Regions from separate parts of the Mus musculus genome. Here all the other regions are linked to region 1. A link is a contact called in public Hi-C and promoter capture Hi-C data. All regions are on one chromosome and are shown on one strand. Each heading gives the region's core, a stretch centred on a gene start, on an enhancer-like site or on the middle of the called end of the contact. The rest is flanking DNA. Distances are from core to core; before and after follow the strand shown.

What was found. Hi-C and Micro-C count contacts between places; a contact is called where the count stands out from the background. Capture Hi-C pulls out chosen DNA fragments and counts their contacts.
Region 2: a contact with region 1 is called in a promoter capture Hi-C map of adipose tissue. The contact joins two enhancer-like sites. A contact is called at or near these places in 4 of 39 promoter capture datasets (cranial neural crest, frontonasal cranial neural crest, maxillary cranial neural crest and 1 more), 1 of 484 Hi-C or Micro-C datasets (LSK cells), 3 of 115 datasets of contacts at active chromatin or transcription factors (double positive thymocytes, embryonic basal ganglia and microglia) and 4 of 9 other capture datasets (adipose tissue, embryonic stem cells, embryonic trunk and 1 more).
Region 3: a Hi-C map of bone marrow-derived macrophages shows a contact between it and region 1, with 14 read pairs. The contact joins two enhancer-like sites. A contact is called at or near these places in 3 of 39 promoter capture datasets (cranial neural crest, maxillary cranial neural crest and second pharyngeal arch cranial neural crest) and 1 of 484 Hi-C or Micro-C datasets (bone marrow-derived macrophages).

Annotation. Positions count from the first base shown.
Region 1 is chr8:125,487,583-125,490,282 of GRCm38.p6, reverse strand. The region is part of intron 3 of Sipa1l2 (signal-induced proliferation-associated 1 like 2); the gene reads left to right. Among named protein-coding and RNA genes, the nearest start is that of 4930566D17Rik, 33 kb to the left of the region's middle. Within about 2 kb of position 1,277, at least 10 of the 459 cell types and tissues checked have an H3K27ac peak or open chromatin away from gene starts, as enhancers often do. A contact at or near this core is called in adipose tissue, bone marrow-derived macrophages and microglia, where this site is marked.
Region 2 is chr8:125,225,896-125,228,595 of GRCm38.p6, reverse strand. The region is part of intron 10 of Disc1 (disrupted in schizophrenia 1); the gene reads right to left. Among named protein-coding and RNA genes, the nearest start is that of Gm30713, 160 kb to the left of the region's middle. Within about 2 kb of position 1,290, at least 74 of the 459 cell types and tissues checked have an H3K27ac peak or open chromatin away from gene starts, as enhancers often do. A contact at or near this core is called in adipose tissue and microglia, where this site is marked.
Region 3 is chr8:125,092,342-125,095,041 of GRCm38.p6, reverse strand. The region is part of intron 3 of Disc1 (disrupted in schizophrenia 1); the gene reads right to left. Among named protein-coding and RNA genes, the nearest start is that of Disc1, 39 kb to the right of the region's middle. Within about 2 kb of position 1,366, at least 4 of the 459 cell types and tissues checked have an H3K27ac peak or open chromatin away from gene starts, as enhancers often do. A contact at or near this core is called in bone marrow-derived macrophages, where this site is marked.

The DNA.
Region 1 (2,700 bases), core at 28-2,527:
GCTACAGACCCGTTGTTTAGCATGAGCCTGTGGGAGACGTTGAAATCATCCCAGGCTTCAGGCACTGCCGTGGGCCTTTCTGCTTTAGAGCAGCTTCCTCGGTACCCGTCACCTGGACAGCTCTCACCAAGGGCATGCTTCCTCCCCTCTGACATCGAGCTTTATTTAAACTTTACCCCCTTACTAAGTGTCCTGTGGTTACATCCATCCTGTGTTGTCCTCTGTGTCGCTCCTTGCACTGTGTAGCTGGATAACTCTGTGGGTTCCCCACCATTCTCTGCTCTTGCCTCGTTAATTCATAGGCTGGATATGCCCAAGTCCCTGCTGAAAGAATTCTGAGTTGACCAGATGTGTGTGGCTCACATGAGCAGGTACAGAGTTAGGCTTCCTTCTGCCGTTGTTCGGGACATCTTTCATATAGTATAGAATAAATTATTTCCACTTTTCTCTGTCTGACCATCTGTGTGCGACACAGGCTTTGTCACCAGAATGCTCCTTTCCCTGTTCCCAGCTCTCCTGTTTGAGTTCAGTCCTTGTCACAGGAAAGCCCAGAACCTCTGACTGACACCCCCATGTCGTGCCCTCCCTTACGTAGGAACTCTGGAAAGGAAGAAGACAGCTAGTTGCTTTTGGCTTTCGAAAATGACCTCAGCAAAACATGCTTCCTCCCCAAGACTTGTTATAGCTAGAAGCTGGCACATGAAATCAAGTCTGTAAGTGGCTTAGCATCCAGGCTGAGTGCTGGAGAGTTGGGCCTTCAGGAGGAAAGGTTCTCAGGTCCTAGTGTGCAAAAGCTTAACAGCTCCCACTCAAGTGCGTCCATCTCACCTCCAGAGTGTGTATGAGAGGAGCCAAGTTTACTGCCCCTGACTGATGGCACCACTGGACTTGTTAATGGCCTTGGAGTCTGTTGCAGGAAGTGATTTCTAATCTGGCTTTTCTGTCACTTGTGTAGACCTCTCTCCAGTGACCTCTGCCCTCTCTGATTGATGATGGAGACACTGGAGAGCTTTGGAAGCAATGCTCTCAGACTATTTAGGTTGGTAAAGAAATAAGTTAATCAGCTCCCAGAAATAGCTTGTGTGTACACACCCTGGAGTGTATGGTAAGGAGATGTAGCCGTGCTGGCTGGCAGTGCAAGACTCTTGGATTCATTTCTGACTGGGGGCTAGGCCGAGGACCTAGGAAGTAGCTGGAAATCTGAGTTCTAGACTGTCCTGTGAAGCCCACAGAATAAGGAAATGCACCAAAGGCCCTGGTTTCTCACTGGGAGGAAGCCTGGGAAGCCCAGCTGAGGGGGAGTGGCCTCAGAGGAAAGCTGCCAGGCTTCAGTGTAGAGGAGACTCCTGCTTCCTCAGGGCTACTTGAGATATAATTAAGAGCAGGAGTCATTAGGGACCAGACATTGGTGGCTAGAGTCCTGAGGATTCAAGTGTAGAGACAAGCTTAACCCCAGAGCCTCAGGGGTGTGTTTCAGAGAGGATGAGGCCAACAGCTGTGAGCCCTTGCTCTCCCTCCCTCCATGCTCTCCCTCCCTCCATGCTCTCCCTCCCTCCATGCTCTCCCTCCCTCCATGCTCTCCCTCCCTCCATGCTCTCCCTCCCTCCATGCTCTCCCTCCCTCCATGCTCTCCCTCCCTCCATGCTCTCCCTCCCTCCATGCTCTCTCTCCCTCCATGCTCTCCCTCCATGCTTTCCTCCATGCTCTCCCTCTGCCCACTTAGCTTCTTCCCTGCTGCGATGTTGAAATACTCTGACAAATGCAACCTTAGGGAGAAAGAGTCTATTTTAACTCACAGATAAGTAGGATCTATCATGAATGGGAAATCTGGACAGCAGGAGCTTGAAGCAGTCAGGAAACAGAGAGGAATGAGTGAGAGCCAGTATCCAGTATGTCCACTCCATTTTACCCAGCCCAGGAGTGGTCCCACTCACAATTAAGATGGCTCTTCCTATGTCAGTTACTGTAATGAAGACTGTCCCCACAGGTGTGCCCACAGGTCAGTCTTTCAGCTTGTCAGGTTGACAGTGCTTGCTTCAAGCTCCCCTCCCCTCGCTCCTTCCCTGCCTCACTTTTTCTTCCGTCTTTCAGTTTCCCCTTTCCTTTCTCCTTCCCCATCTCCTTCCTATATAAAATGGCATCTGACAGGACACATTTGACTTTCTTCAGCGGTGGAGGCAACTTGGAAGAAGCAGGGGGCAAGAGAGTGGCATGAGGCTCCCTCGTGGTGGCAGTGGCACTGCCCAAACTAAGCTGCTCCAGGGGAGCCTCATATTATCTGGGTTCACGTCTTCATCATCTCCCACAAGCCCCCACCCAGCTCCCTTCTCTCCAGTGCTTGCCTTCCTCTGCAGCACTGAGAATGAAGGATGCTGCAGTCAGAGAGTTTCACACTGGGTTGGAGCTGGAGGTGTTTGTGCAACGCTTGCCTCCCATGCGCAAGATCCTAAGTTCAGCAGCCAGTCTAATAAACAGAAATCCTGCACTATCCACCCCACCTCAACACCACGTTCCTATTTAGTGTCTGGGAACTCAGGAACTACCCCTTTGCCAAGGCTGAAGTGCCCGTCTGTGGAAGTCCGTGCTTAATAACCCAGGGCTGTGAAAGGGCCAGATGGAGAACATTAGTGATTCCTAGCCCACCCAATGCTGTCTTCAAGATGAGCTAAGGATTCAGGGACACCCTGCAAAGGACTTAGA
Region 2 (2,700 bases), core at 41-2,540, 260 kb after region 1:
GGAGAGAGCTTTCTAAGCAGCTCAGAAGGACAAAACAGAAATATCTAGATGTTTTTGGATATATATGTATGCATATATTAAAGTTTGAATGTATATATGATCAAGGCATCAGAAAATCTGAGGGTACACTGTCCCGTAGATGACGACATCTAGCTGTGTCCTTGTATGGTGGGAGGAGCAAAGATGCTAATGTTATAACTTCTGAAGGCCACACCCCAATGGGGAGTAAGAATCAATACTTTAATTGAGACAGGGCATAGATATCCAGGTCATGGCAGGTTATTTAAGAAGTCTGCGATTTGATGGGAGAAGAAGCAAGAGAAAGGGGAGGTGGATGAGGGAGAAGAGGAGAGGTGAGGAGGGAGAGGAAGAAGCAGAAGAGGCCATGGGCACAGATCCCTCTATAAGGCCACATGGGAAATCCCGTTAGGATCCCGCTTTTCTGACCTGTATAGTACAAGGTGGTGGTGTATGATGTCACAGTTGGTGCTTGTGCTACAAACTGTGCCGGTAATGAATAAGTTGTGGGTTAATGGCCACTGTGTTCCAATATCTACAGGGTTGGTTCTCAGGCACAGAGATCTGAATTGGCACAGGTGCCAACACACACGTGCCTGACACCCAACAGGCTCAGGCGGGTACGTCTGGCACACACCCAAGAACCCCTTAGTGTTTCAGGCTAGCTTCACTCCTAATGCTGGAGACCTAGGAATTCTCCTGAGGTTCAGAGCTATCTTCCACGGCAGAGGCAAAGGCAGCCCAGTGCCCTCATCCTTCTGGCTTGTGAGAAAGGAAACCCTCTTGTCAGAGCTTTCATCCACCGCCTCTAGAAAACTGTCTCAAACTGCAAGACAGCCATGAACTGAGTCTACTTACAGAGAATTGTGGGGTGCCCATTAGGCATGTATAGGAGAGGACAGATTGAGCCTCCTCAGGTAAAAGGAAGCATCCGTTTGCCAGGCACTATGGGTACATGATGGCACCATCACCCTATGACCCGACAGGTCTCAGCTGAGGGGAAGTCACTGTGACAGGGCACTGCTGCGGTCACAGGCTGAGAAGAAATCTGGGACCTGCTGGAGCCCAGGGCCAACTCAGAACTGTACCGAGGAATTGTGTGCAGACATCTCTATCCATCCAGGCACACAGAGTATCATAACAGCTGAAATCTAAATTGAAGTCTAAAAATAGCACAATAAAATTACTTCCTTCCTTCACTCCACAGAGAGCAAGTGGGCTGACACTCACAGCTGCAGGGCACGGCTGACTTCCGGAGTTCGCATGGACAGAACGGTTACACAACTGCCCCATCTTGTGAACACATTGCCCATCCCAGAGAATGGGGGAGCCAGAGCAATTACCCGGTTGGTGGAAACTGATCATGGACATTTGATTATAGTTATTAATGGGGAGAATGGGAGACAGACCGCTGAGCGGCAGGCTAGCGCTAAGTGAATGTGTATGAGATTCCTGGAGGGGGATTAATTTCTGTTTGCTTTTCATCTCTCAGCTACCATCTGAATGTGACACCGAGTCTAAGCGTGACTTGTCACAGCCTTATCAGTATTCTGTGCCTTGCATGCTGGTCACATTATCTCCGCTGGATGTACCAAACGAGGGGTCTCTTGCTGTGGGGGTTCATTTTCCTCTGATTCTAATGCGGAACTGGGGTTAGCTAGTGATTGGCTTTTCAGGGGAGAATCGTACCTTGGCGTGTCAGAAAGACACTCTTCAAGCAAATATTTGCCTCTCTGTGTGTTTCCCATTGGCACTGAGCACACAGTTCCTAATCTGGAGGGCGCACAGGCTCTCCTCAAGCTTTCGGCCCCATCAGAGGACGCTGGGCTTTTTCTGTATCTCAGCTATGAGATCTCAAGCTCTTCAGGTGAGCCACGTCCCATTGTCCTGCCCGTGGTGGCCTCTCAGCCTCTGTGCATGGTTAAGTGACACACATGCAGTGCCAGAAAGCACGGTGCCAGACCACACTCTGTTCTGCCCCAAGTTCTGCTCTTCTCCAACCAGAGACAAAGATGATCTTATCAAGGCCTTCTCAGGGCTTTCAAGCCATGCTGTAGAGATAGTCCTGAAGTGTATCCTTCTCTAATGTTAGCAGACAGAAGGCCCCCAGAATCCATCAAGCCACACCAGAAAGATGATTCCTAAGTCATCCAATCTCTCTACCTTCCCCTGAGAAGCAGGCTGCTCCCCACATTGGATTGTGAGGTCCAGTGGGGAGGCCTCCCAAATGCAGCCAAATGCAGCCAAATCAATAACAGCAAGGGGATCACCTGACTGTGCTTAATATTTTTTTTGGGGGGGGGGTCAGTGAGTTAAAGCCAAAAAGCCAGTAGTATAAGAACCGTTGAGAAGACGAGATATGTGGGACATTGCCGGGCGTGGTGGTGCACATCTTTAGTCCCAGCACTTGGGAGGCAGAGGCAGGCAGATTTCTGAGTTCAAGGCCAGCCTGGTCTACAGAGTGAGTTCCAGGACAGCCGGGGCTACACGGAGAAACCCTGTCTTGGAAAAAAAAAAGATATGTGGGACACTCTATTCACCCCGACATGAGATCAGCATCATCTTTCTGGGGATTAGACTGTCTGGACATCAGTCTGCTGGCTGTCAGAAGAGTTCAGACTAAAGGAGTTTCAGACGAGAACCAGGCTCCAGGCTTCTGTGTGAACGTCCACCAGGTGTTTC
Region 3 (2,700 bases), core at 117-2,616, 400 kb after region 1:
AAAACCTAACCCTAAACCCTAATCCTAAACCCTAACCCTAACCCTAACCCTAACCCTAACCATTTGCTTGTCTAAATTTTTCTAAACTCTAATGCCACAACATTCAAGTATTTCCTAAGGTGTGTTGGGGGACAGAAAAACTGCTCAGCAATTCAGAGCACTTACTGCTCTTGTAGAGAATCCAGGTTCAGTTCCCAGCCACCTCTGACCTCCACACACTTGAACACACAGGACCAAACATCGTATATGTGTATGTGTATGTGTGTGTGTGTATGTGTGTGTGTGTGTGTGTGTGTGTGTGTCTGTGTATGTGTATGTGTATGTGTATGTGTATGTGTATGTATGAGAGACAGAGACACAGAAAGAGAAACAGAGATGCTAAGATCCAAAGAGTTTCTGCTCCACCTCACACCCACTCCTGGCTCATCTGGCAGTGAAGTAGCAGGCAGGGTTACAGTATGCCAGTGGGGTATCAATACAGGATCCCTGTGGACAATCTTTTCCTCCTTCTAGGCTGAGTCCTAGACAGAGACACGGGAATGTCTACTCTGCACCCTAGCGTCCAAGCAGTGGTCTCTCCCAGTCTTGTTCCTGCCCTTAGCACTTCAGTCACAGGCAGGCATTAATGTAATGAGTCTAAAAGTGTCTCATGGGAAAAGGACCCTAAGCAAACATGGAAAGTATTGTTATTCTCCCCCCCCCCCCAAGGCCTTCCCAGCCTGCAGTAAAGATAAAAGAAACAAGAACTTGACTTCCCTGGCAAGGGAGATGGGAGGAGTCAGAGTCCTTAGGGAGTCTCCCCCAGGAGGCTTTGCAGTGTAAACTTGCTGTGATTTTAATGAGATAAAACATGGAACTTTCTATTCTGTGCCAACCACATCTTTCTCTTGAGCATAGAACGAAAGGAAAAAGGAGCAAAAACCTGGGGATATGTGGCTGTCCTGTAGCTTCCCCTGGTGTGCTCCGGCACACACCATCACACACTCTTCCCCAAGACAGAGAGCAAGTATGCTGTTGTCTACACACACACACACACACACACACACACACACACACACACACACACACACACAGAGTAACAAAGTTTATACAGGATGTAAATAAATCTCAACAATTTTCCAATATTTTTAGGAACCTGGAGAAACTAGGTGGGAATTAAGGTTATATTCCAGGGTCTTTCGACAAATCTCATTACAATAAACGTCAGCTCATTGAAGATGAGGACTCACTGACCCAGAATCTCATTGACCTATGAGAACTCTATACTCTGTTATTTTTCTTCTTCCTCTGTTCTTCTAACAGGAGCAATGTAAGGAGGGAGGGTTTATTTGGGTTTGTGGTTTCAGAGGATCCTCCGTTCACCATGGTAGTGACTCATGGTGGCAGTCAGAGCCTGCAGTAGAGGGTCTTACATCATGGCTGACTAGACAGCAGAAAATACAGACCAAATCCCAAAGAGGTTCAATCCTTCAAAGACCCACCTCCCCCCAACCCCCAGCAACCTGCTTCTGCCAGCTAGGCTCCACTTTCTAAATGCGCCACGACCTTCTAAAACAGCCACGTGAGCTGGGAACCAAGTGTCTAATCTTATGAGGTTCCGGGAGACGGTTGATGTTCAAACCTCCACAATCACCTAGTGACTGGGGCAGGGTTCATCCATCACAGATAACCGTCAGTGTTGAGTCTCATCCCAGGAGGACGTCTGCCTCCCATAGCTTTCTCCCTGCACCCACCTAACCTCCCAAACCAAAAATGTTCTGCCATGAGAACTCTGTAGTGCTTTCTCCTCGTCTGCTCTAAGGCAGTGAGAGTGTGGGTACCAAGACATCTTAATACCTCATAAAGCATCTACTGAATGCCCAGCAACCAGATATACACTTCACAAGGACACTTACGCTCTCAATATGCAAGCCAAGTGTGCAAGTTGAGGACTTAAACAGGATGTGACTTACTGTGAACCAGACAGATGCCCCCTTAAAACTCCCAGCCACTGCCCTGTGGCCTGCCCCTCTGTGGAAGAATCTTAGAGCCACAATTCCTCCAACCTTAATCCCCGAGTCCTCTAGAAACTAGAGAAATATAGAGTGCTAGGCCCACTCCAGAAATTCTGAGCACACAATAAGGAACAAGCCAGAAGGATACTGAAGGAGAGTACCAGGAAGGATGCTGAAGAAGGGTACCCAGGAAGGATACTGAAGGAGGGTACCAGGAAGGATGCTGAAGGAGGGTACCAGGAAGGATGCTGAAGGAGGGTACCAGGAAGGATGCTGAAGGAGGGTACCAGGAAGGATGCTGAAGGAGGGTACCAGGAAGGATGCTGAAGGAGGGTACCAGGAAGGATGCTGAAGGAGGGTACCAGGAAGGATGCTGAAGAAGGGTTCCCAGGAAGGATGCTGAAGGAGGGTACCAGGAAGGATGCTGAAGGAGGGTACCCAGGAAGGATGCTGAAGGAGGGTACCAGGAAGAATGCTGAAGGAGGGTACCAGGAAGGATGCTGAAGGAGGGTACCAGGAAGGATGCTAAAGGAGGGTACTCAGGAAGGATGCTGAAGAAGGGTTCCCAGGAAGGATGCTGAAGAGGGGTTCCCAGGAAGGATGCTGAAGGAAGGTACCCAGGAAGGATGCTGAAAGAGGGTACCAGGAAGGATGCTGAAGGAGGGTACCAGAAAGGATGCTGAAGAAGAGTACCCAGGAAGGATTC